Linked DNA regions of Rattus norvegicus: region 1 is linked to region 2. The links are chromatin contacts, called in public Hi-C maps. All regions are on one chromosome and are shown on one strand. Each heading gives the region's core, a stretch centred on a gene start, on an enhancer-like site or on the middle of the called end of the contact. The rest is flanking DNA. Distances are from core to core; before and after follow the strand shown. Region 1 overlaps Rab8b (RAB8B, member RAS oncogene family). Region 2 holds the start of Rab8b (RAB8B, member RAS oncogene family).

Region 1 (4,901 bases), core at 1,539-4,038, 58 kb before region 2:
ATAGCAGATAAAATTCTGACCTCTCCGCCGTGCAGTGTGGCAGGGAAAAGGAGAACTCGGACAAAGGTGGCACACTGTGCCTTGAGAGCTGGAGGCAGCAGTGGCCACAGGAGCCTGTCAGAGCGCACAAGGACTTGGGTGGAAAAAGCACAAGTGAGAAAATGCGCAGGTCCCACTAGGAACTGGGCTATGGGAAGAGACAGAGAATAGCTCTAAATTCTTGGACTCCCAGAGGCAGCGATAACCTGTCTGTAAGTGCTACATGATTGGGGTATTTTGCTTTTTTGACTGCATGTGTGATTTCTTTCTTTTTTTTTTTTTTTTTTTGGTTTTTGGTTTTTTTTTTTTTTCGGAGCTGGGGACCGAACCCAGGGCCTTGCGCTTCCTAGGTAAGCGCTCTACCACTGAGCTAAATCCCCAGCCCCCGCATGTGTGATTTCTACACAAAGCAAACAGCTGAACGACATTCATTCTGCTCAGCAGACCTGAACAAAACCTGTCTCCTCTAGACACTTTCAGAGCACGGCCTGAAGCTAATGACAGGAACCTGGAGTCCAACATCGTTCTCCAAGTTTCTAAAGACTAAACATAAACATCTCAAAATTACACAAGCTTTTAGCTATTCTTTCATTTGAACTAAAGGCATACTGCTAAAATATGTATTCTAGAATGGGAATGTAGCTCGAGAGTAGGGCACTTGCCTAGCAAGGCCCTAGGTTCAGTATTAATCCAGGGCTGTGTGAGGGGGAGCACCGTATGCTTCACACTGACACACTCCAAGAAATATGGACATTTCTAATTAAATTCATAGCTTACATCCTACAGAAGAAGCCACGTTTCCTTGATAATTGGAGGAAAGCTACTACTTTTAAATTTGCCATTTATAGCCGGAACTAATTCACTTCCTGTGATACTAGGATAAACTCAATTATGCAATTTAATTGGGAAGAACAGAGAGGTTTGTGGAAATATAGTAAAAATCTAATATATAGTAAACTCCACTGAGGGACAAAGGTTCAAAGGGAATACAGCCAATTAAGCAGCAAATATCTTAGTATTTGTATCTACTTTATAAAATACTTCTGAGCATGCTGCCCCCCACAGCAGAGTGGCTGTGATGACCTCACCCAGAGTGAAGTGGGTAATATTATCATCTTTACCCTGCAGCAGGTTCAGGAGAGCTATGGCCTGATCTCTGCCACTAAACAGATCTCAGCCTTGAACGAGACTCAAGCAGTGCACACTCAGCTGTAGCACCAAGATGAGACTCACACCAAACCCATAGCCTGTCATTCTCTTCCGTATCAGCACTAGAAATGTGAGGAACTTACCTTTTGCTCAGCAACGAGGAGGAACAGAGAAACCAAGCACCTTTAAGTGGATTAATCATATTTCCTTTACTCAGATACATTACCGACTTAGAAACAGCATACACATGCGCACACAAATAATAAGAAAAAAAACCTTAAGGCTGAGTGTGTTTCTCCGAGTTCTGTGACGGAACAGGGGGTGTGAGTAACAGGTGATAACCTACTGCTTTTGCGTAGCATCCGCAGTATAGGGCAGTCTGTGGGATTGTGCCCTCGGCCTATGATAGCTGATGCTGTGTCTAGGTGGACAGTGCCAGAATTGAGTTAAGTTATAGAACACTCTAATGGCAAATTTAAAACTAGTAGCTTTCCCCCAATCATGCTTGGGGTAGGCATGGAGGGGGAACCCCATATACATTTGGTATCAAAAGTGTTTAAATGTTTTTTTTTTAAGTCACAGTACTTATTTTTTCCTTATTTCTCCATTAAATAGGCCCTACTTGATAAATTATAAAGTATAATTTATACAGAGCTATAGAGGCCCTCCAATTTCATTAATCCAACTAATCTGTGAGTGAGGAAGGAGGAGCCCAAGAAGGTGCGGGGTTTGGAGAAGCTTCCCCTGAAGGCCACATCTAAAAGGCTTGGTTATGTATCAGCTGGTGATATTGGGGGTTGAGTCTCTGGGGGTTGGGCTTGGTGGGAAGTCCTTAGGTCACCGGGAGCATGTTCTTCAAGTGGACTGTACAGCCCTAGGCCCTTCCCCGTGCTCTGTCAAGCATTCCCTGCCATTGCCATCCAGTGCCTCATCAGAGACCCAGCAATGTCTACCTAATCTAGGTCCACCTGTGAGCCAAACAAAGCATCTCTCTTTATAAACGCAGCATCTCACATGTTCTGTGTTAGTGATGGACAGAAAGCCATTTCCGCAAAGTCCTCCATTTAGAATGCTGTGGCTAGAAGCCAGGCCTGACTTTCAGCCCAGGGTCTGTGCCATTTTGCTGTGTCTGAGTCACAGCTGCAACTACAATGAAGAAGTGCATGCTTTTGAGAATCAGTTTCTTCTTGTCCAGAGCTTGGAACAGGCAGGCTTTGACCTCCTTCCCCCTCTGGTTTTCCAAAGGAAAGGTTTGAGCGGCTGACGATGTCTCTAATATCTTGAGTCACATTTTAACCCACTGCCAATTCCAGTAGAAATTCCATGTGCCTTCATTTTTTTTTAACTTACCATATCTGAAGTTTAATTTTCTTTCCGTCGAGTTCTATCGTTCTGATTTTAAAATCAATTCCTGCCAGAAAACAAAAAAGGATATGCTAAGTTCCTTAAATTCAATCCAAGTCTTATTAGGGAGGGAACAAAGATTTCTATTGAAAAAAAAAAAAGCTCTCCAACGCACTGGAAAATGTGAGCGCACGGAGGGTGTGAATGGCATGTTTCCTTTGAATACAGGCTGGAGAGAGGAATGCTAACCACTCTGCAACGCATTCCCACACATGTGAAGTGCAAGATTACAGGCCTCATGATTTGGGCACAAATGGACCACATCCTGCAGAGCTACATAATTCAGAAGGACCGAGAACATAACATATTTTCTCCTTCCTGAAATACATACACACAATATTTTCAGTCCTCATGCCCCAACCTTCCCTACAAAAGACTGTAGAGACTCTTTAAAACAATTTTCTTCCCCTCCTGTTACTTATTTTGTCAGAATCTGCACACTTAAGGGGGAGAGAGGGAGAGGAGGGGGGAAGGGAGGGAGGAAGGGAGGGAGGGAGGGAACGCCTCTGCCCATTTGGGAAGGAAAGCCTATTCTACTTTATACAGTTAGCAGGGACTTCATATACATCTTAATTAATGCTCCCTGGGGGTTACTGCCTGGAACTGAAATGGCTATAATGGTTTTTAGCCTGGCTCACATTTCGGAATTCCAGAGACCGCGACGACAAGGACGACAACAACAAAACTCCCTTGACTAGGCCTGCCTCTTCCCCAATCCTGAGACTGACTTACCTGGTCAGTCTGGTTAGCTGGTTAAACTGGCGATTTTCAAAGCCCCCTGGGTGACTGAACCTGACTCCAAAGCCCAGCAAGCCCAAAGGCTGTCAGGGAAGGGAAAGCCAGTTGGGACGTTGTCATTCCAAAGTTAGACATCTCTTCACCTATCTATCCGCAAGCCATGACAGTTCAAACTTACTCAGGACTCTACCACACAGGGGCACACAGTCCTTGTCTCAACAGTGTGCTTTATCTTTGCCTGGGAAGCAGGGTTTATTTATTTTTTTTTTTACTTTTGAGACAGCGTCTCGTTAGCTAAAGCTGGCTTCAGATCACTGTGTGGCTGAAGATGATTCTGATTTGACCTTTCTGCCTCTACCTTCCAAGGGCCAGAACTGCACTATGCACCACCACTCTAGTTTATGCAGTGCTGGGGAACGGAGGACGGTCTATAAGATAGGTAAGTACTCTTCCAACTGCGCTATAACCCCAATCCCAGGAATAAGGAAGGGTTTCTGTATCAATCAGAGATAAATACAACTGGGCAGCAATGCACTAAATCCCCCTCCTCTGGCCACTCAGCTGCATTTAGCTTTTCCCACTCTTTTACCTTTTACACTGAACTCAGTTTCTAATGCTTCTCAAGAGCACTTATAAACTATGTCCTATAAATGGTCTTGAACAGTAACTGCAGCATTTGGAGTGTGAAGGGGTATCACGCAGCCATGTATAATACTTCTTCACAGGGAGGTGGAAAGCACCCAAAAAGACTGTTCCCAGATCCAGCTTTCAGTAATGCATATGCATAAACCAACTGGATTTCACCCTCTTCTCTGTGTGGTACTTTTCCATGAGGGAGCCTTCTTAGCTCTCTCTGCATTTGGAAACACACAAAAATCCCACCCAAGCTGATCTAACAAACTAGCCTCTTAATCACTCTTTCTGTCACTAATGGCCCTGGACTGTGAGCAAATACAATCTGATACCAGTGTTCCCAGGTTCCACGGCTCATGTTTCTTCCTCTACAGTAATTGGCTTTGCAGGAGCAAAACTTAGTTCTGTAGCATGACCAGTACTGCTAGAGTCCCACAGCACCTGTCTGCCCTCACTTGTTTCAGGTGTAGACACCAGTTTTTATTGTCATTTGACTTTTCAAAACGCCCCCAAATCCAGTATAACAAAGACCCCATAGAAATCCTCTCTTGACCAGGCAAGGTGACTCCATTGGTAGAAAAGCACTTGTCAACCTGAGATCAATCTGGGACCCAAAGTGAAAGAACTAATTCTTAAAGCTAACTTCCATATATGGGCATGGTCTGTTTGTGGTGTGTGTGTGTGTGTGTGTGTGTGTGTGTGTGTGTGTGTGTGTGACACATAAAGCTCAAATGCATAATAAATTAAACAAAACAAAAAATCCTTCTTCCACCCTTTATCTTTTTCTGGCTCCCACATAAAGAGCAATGCCTAGCATTCAGAAGGCATTCAATAAGAGTTTCCTAAAACTAACATTCAAAAATTTTAATTATTTTTAATTATGTGCATTTGTGTTGGGGGATGTATGTGTGTGCAGTGGCCAGAGGTGTTAAATCCCC
Region 2 (4,994 bases), core at 1,075-3,574:
CACCCTTAACTTCTTAGAAAGTGTCCTTTACAACCTGTACTGCAGTATGCATTCAACGCTGAAAAAGAGTTATTTGGGGTTTTGAAACTGATACCAAAAATGAATGTCCCTTAGTAGCTGTACCAGCTTCCATCAAGCCTCTTACAAATACACTTTCGAGATGGGAGATGACATTTAAAATCTGCTTCCTCAGAAAAGTCCCACTCAAGACTAACTGCCAAGAACTTGCAACTCAAACTTCCTTAAGCCCAGACATCACAACACCCAGATTTCCATTCAGTCTGTAGCAGAACAATCAGAATAAACTATGGAGAGTCTTTACCAATACTGAACCCTGCAAAGTGCGCTATACCTACTCTTAAAATGTTACCTATTTTAAAATGTCACAAATATTTAAACATAGATTTTTGTTTTGTTTTTAATTCAAGTATTTAAGTGTTTTTTTTCCCTGCACAAATGTATGTGCGCCATATAAATGTCTAGTCCCCATGGAGGCCAGAAGAGGGTGTTGGATTCAATTAGAATTACAGGCAGTATGAGGTGTCAGATGAGTGCTATGAACCAAACCTGGGTGCTCTGTAAGAGCAGCAAATACTCTTAACCACCCAGGCAACTTCCCAGCCCCTTAAACATATTTAGTGTCAACACACTAGTTCCCCACTACTTGTGGATCGCCTGGAAAGCCACTTGAAAAAATGCTTTAAATAAGCTAGTATTAGAAGCCAGAAAGATTACCTAGACAATCAAAAAGCTGATGAATGGGGCACCTGACTGAAGCTATTTAAACAAAGGAAATAATGTTAAGGTCATCATTCTCCTGAAAGTTTAAAATCAGTTTTGACGTCCTTTTCAGTTTACAACTTAAAGATCCTGTTTACCTGCACACAATGTCTTACTACAGATATAAAAAGGAAAGCTCGGGGCTGGGGATTTAGCTCAGTGGTAGAGCGCTTACCTAGGAAGTGCAAGGCCCTGGGTTCGGTCCCCAGCTCCGAAAAAAAGAACCAAAAAAAAAAAAAAAAAAAAAAAAAAAAAAAAAAGGAAAGCTCACAGTGAAGAGTGGAATTTTTTTTTCTTGAATCAATTAGAAGTTATTGGGAAATATACAGGATGTTATGATTCACCTACAAAGTAATCAGAATCGAAAGAAACTACACAGGGAGGCAGGCGGAATTTATAGTCAATCATTTGGCTTGGACGTTACTAACTACACAAGCTCAAGAATTTTGAAAGTTAAGAAACTTACTGCTGCTTCCCAAGATACGGAGTAAAACGGTGAACAATATACATCATCCCCCAAAGTCCCCAGCCCCTTTAATTCCTCTTAACTCTCAAAAGATTTTAACACTCCGTAGACATTATTCCATCATTAGTCACTTTTAAAATCTTCTTGATTCAAAGATGTCAAGAGAAAATGGAAACCGGTGTTCCCAGTTTCTAGGGAAAGCCCTGAGCCCCGCGTTTTCCATTTCCTCTCAGATCTCTCAACCCCTGCACTACATCCGCTGCTTCCCCTTCTCCTTTCTAGTTAGCACTCAGCTCTCCTTCACTTTCTCCATCAAGTAGACTCATGTCGCCCTCGGGTCCTCCTGAGCCCTTCTCCCACCAACAATTTTCTTCTGCATTTTCTCTTGGCATCTCTGTTCACACCTTTATAGACAATGCCGCTTCATCTCTTGCCTCCTGACCATTCATTCATTCCCTTCAATTCCCTGCTGACCGCCTCCTAGTCTCACTTCTCTTGTCCCTAGTGTCCTCTGTCCCTTTACTTCATTTGAAGCCCCTCGTAAGTCCTCAACCCTTCATTTCCCTCTTCACATTTCCTTCCTCTTTCCTGTCTTTCTAATCCGCGTTCGTATCCACTCTCCCCTCCTTCTCTCTTTCCATACTATTTCCTGTGTTCCCCCGACTCTGTCCCTCTGGGACGCCTCCGTCGCCGCCCCGGAGCCCCCTCGTGTCCCCAATACCCCTGGTTTCCAATTGCTCCGGTTCCCTTTCGTCCATCCGCAGTTCCGCGTCCCCACCCGTACCTCTCAGCCTCACCGGCTCGCCCTGCCTTCTCGACCGCCCCTCGGGGTCCCCTTCTCCGGGAGCCAAGCCCTCGCGTGCCCTCTCCCAGGCCCCCAGGCACCCGCCCCCTGCGTCTCAGTTCCCGTCCCGGGCCGCGACCGCTCCCTCACCGATGGTGGAGATAAAGGTGGTGTTGAAGGCGTCCTCTGAGAAGCGGAACAGGAGGCAGGTCTTGCCAACGCCGGAGTCGCCGATGAGCAGCAGCTTGAACAGATAATCGTACGTCTTCGCCATCTTCTCGCTCCGGCCCTCTCTGACCGCCCAGAGCAAGGAGGCGGTGGAAAGCGGCACGGAGGGGGCCTCTGGCGAGGGGGCGTGTCCGCCAAGCCACCCGCTCCCCGCCCCGCCTCTCGCCCCGCCCCTTTTGGGGGCGACAGGCTCGCCCCTCCCCATTCCAGCCAATCTGCCCGCGCCTTGTCATCACCCTCCGCGGCGCGCGGCTTTATGGGATTTGTAGTACGCTGGGAGAGCCGCGGGCGTGCCTGGCCCGAACTGTCCGAACAACCCCCACTGGATTACAAATCTGAGTGGTGTGGAATGGTGCGATAGGAGTTTCCACCCTTACAGGGGAAAGACGCTTCATTTCAAACTCTTGCCACGGAAACTTGACTTTGCTGTTTCTTTGTTTGTGGACATCTTTCAAATCCAAGACCTTGGAATCTAAGTCCCGCCGTTCGCTCTTCTGTCTACCCGCCTGAGCCCGGAGCAAGCAAGCTTTCTTTAGAGATGCAATGGTTCACGGAGTCTGCGGATTATCTGCAAAGTATTACCCAGCTTCTCCAGTTCCTGCCCATTTCCTAGGCTCCCTCCCACAGCCCTTCAATCATAAAGCTCAAGGAGTGATATTAGCGGGCTAATTTCATTCTCACTCATGCCTTCTGAACTACAGGCCACAGCCAAGGGCGATGATCGTGTTTGAGGCTCTGCTTCATAGATAGCGCCCGCAAGAGAATGTATTCTTTAATAAAAAAAAAAAAAAAAAAAAAAAAAAAAAACAAAAAAAAAACGAGAAAGAGAATGTGGAAGGCTTGTACTATGTACAGCTATTACAGCTTATAAAATAGCGTCACCTGAGATGGGAACTTTGGCCATAGAGATGTAAAGATTTAGATTTGGATTTAGTCTTAGCTAAGCCACTTCACAGCTGTGTGAAGTCTCACAGGCTTGACACATCTAGTTTTCTCATCTGTAAAACGAATGTAAAATAAACTACTTCATAGGTTGTAGTGAAAATTAAATACTGAGTGTGAAAGCACTTTGAAACTCCTAAGGTGCTGTGAAGTGTAGGTGTTAGTTGTGTTTAAATTTATCGCTCCTCGGGAGGCTTTCAATTAATGGGTGGCAAAAGGAGGGGAGAAAATAGCACTTTGATGTATTCAATTCAGGCCTTCATTATTTATTACCCTAGACTAATTCTTTATTGTTCAATGCTCTTTTATCTGGAAGTGGCAGAAACCCAGTCAGATCAAGGTGAGAGAAGGGTTTACTGTCCAGATCATGTGGAAGGAGTGGCTAAAGGAAGGAGTGGCTAAAGGAAGGAGTGGCTAAAGGAAGGAGTGGCTAAAGGCACCAGGAGCTTTACCTTATCAGAAGGTCAGAAGGCTGTCTCATCTCTGCTTCACTTTCAATTTTAATTTAAAATATGTTAAGAAGTACCAACAGCCCCAACACACACACACACACACTCACACACACACACACACACACACACACACACGCACGCACGCACGCACGCACGCACGCACGAACCAACAAAAGTTCTTTGGACTCCTCAATTTTTAAGAGGATTACAGGGGCCCTGCTTGACACCAAACTATCTGAGAACCTCCTAGGACAGAACTTACCTTAGAAACAAGGAAACTCCTTCTAGCAGAAGTTATTACAGGAAGCAGTGGAGTTAACCATTCGAATAATAGGAAAAAAACTGAACAGCTAATTGTACACAGTGACAAACTCTTCTAAGAAGTATGTTGAATGCCTGTGACTTCGTGTACAATATCAGTGATGTTGCTCATCTGATCCCATTGTAGCAGAAAAGTTAGTTGGTCCTAATATTGACCATCACTTTCTATGTGGAGAGAAGATGAAAGACATCATTAGCTCACACTTACTGATCACACAATACCCAGAGGGCAGCAGCCACTTCTGCTAACTTAATATCTAAAGTCTAGAGTGTGCCTTAGGTCAAAGCTGCCTTCGAAGTCATGGTTCTGAGGAGGGACTTAGCTTCCTTTGGAGAAGGAATCCCTTCTGGCATAGACCAAGCTTCTTTGGCCAACCTGAGCTTTGAAGCATGCCTAGGTTCACCCAGGGTCTGAACAATTGTTGGTGGCTCAGTTCCATACCTTGGTCATCATTCATGGAGCAGAAAGAAGAAGTCTTCAAAGTCCACTGGAGTCTTCCGAACTTCTGTATTTTTTAAATTGAAATTATTTTTTATTTTTATTGTATGTGTGTGTGTGATGTGTGATGGGGTGGGGTTTGTGTCAGGGCATATGCATAGAGATAGAAGAAAGTATTGTATAGTTAGGTTCTTTCATTTCATGTTCAATAGATTTGGGGGATTAAACTCCGGCCATTGGACTCGCATATTAAGTCACCTCAATTGACCTTCTTCTTTTTTTTTTAAAGATTTATTATATTTATTATATAGAAGTACACTGTAGCTGTCTTCAGACACACCAGAAGAGGGCATCAGGTCTCATTACAGACGGTTGTGAGCCACCATGTGGTTGCTGGGATTTGAACTCAGGACCTCTGGATGAGCAGTCAGTGCTCTTAACCACTGAGCCATCTCTCCAGCCCGGCCTTCTCCTTTTTAAAGATTTCTATCTATTGAAATACTTTGGAGGGAGGAATACTGGAGAGATGGCTCAGTGGTTAAAGTTAAGTTTCACTAGCTGCTCTAAGAGGACCTTGGTCGG

What was found. Hi-C and Micro-C count contacts between places; a contact is called where the count stands out from the background.
Region 1: a Hi-C map of Schwann cells shows a contact between it and region 2, with 1.5 times the contacts expected there. The contact joins the enhancer-like site here to the promoter of Rab8b in region 2. A contact is called at or near these places in 2 of 12 Hi-C or Micro-C datasets (Schwann cells and frontal cortex) and 1 of 1 datasets of contacts at active chromatin or transcription factors (oligodendrocytes).

The regions. Positions count from the first base shown.
Region 1 is chr8:76,357,068-76,361,968 of GRCr8, forward strand. Rab8b (RAB8B, member RAS oncogene family) reads right to left here. Exons shown (of 8, transcript NM_153317.3): 2 at 2,539-2,599. Among named protein-coding and RNA genes, the nearest start is that of Aph1b, 28 kb to the left of the region's middle. Within about 2 kb of position 2,789, at least 27 of the 93 cell types and tissues checked have an H3K27ac peak or open chromatin away from gene starts, as enhancers often do. A contact at or near this core is called in Schwann cells, where this site is marked.
Region 2 is chr8:76,415,224-76,420,217 of GRCr8, forward strand. It overlaps Rab8b (RAB8B, member RAS oncogene family), which reads right to left and starts at 2,325. Exons shown (of 8, transcript NM_153317.3): 1 at 2,181-2,325. The coding sequence starts at 2,304.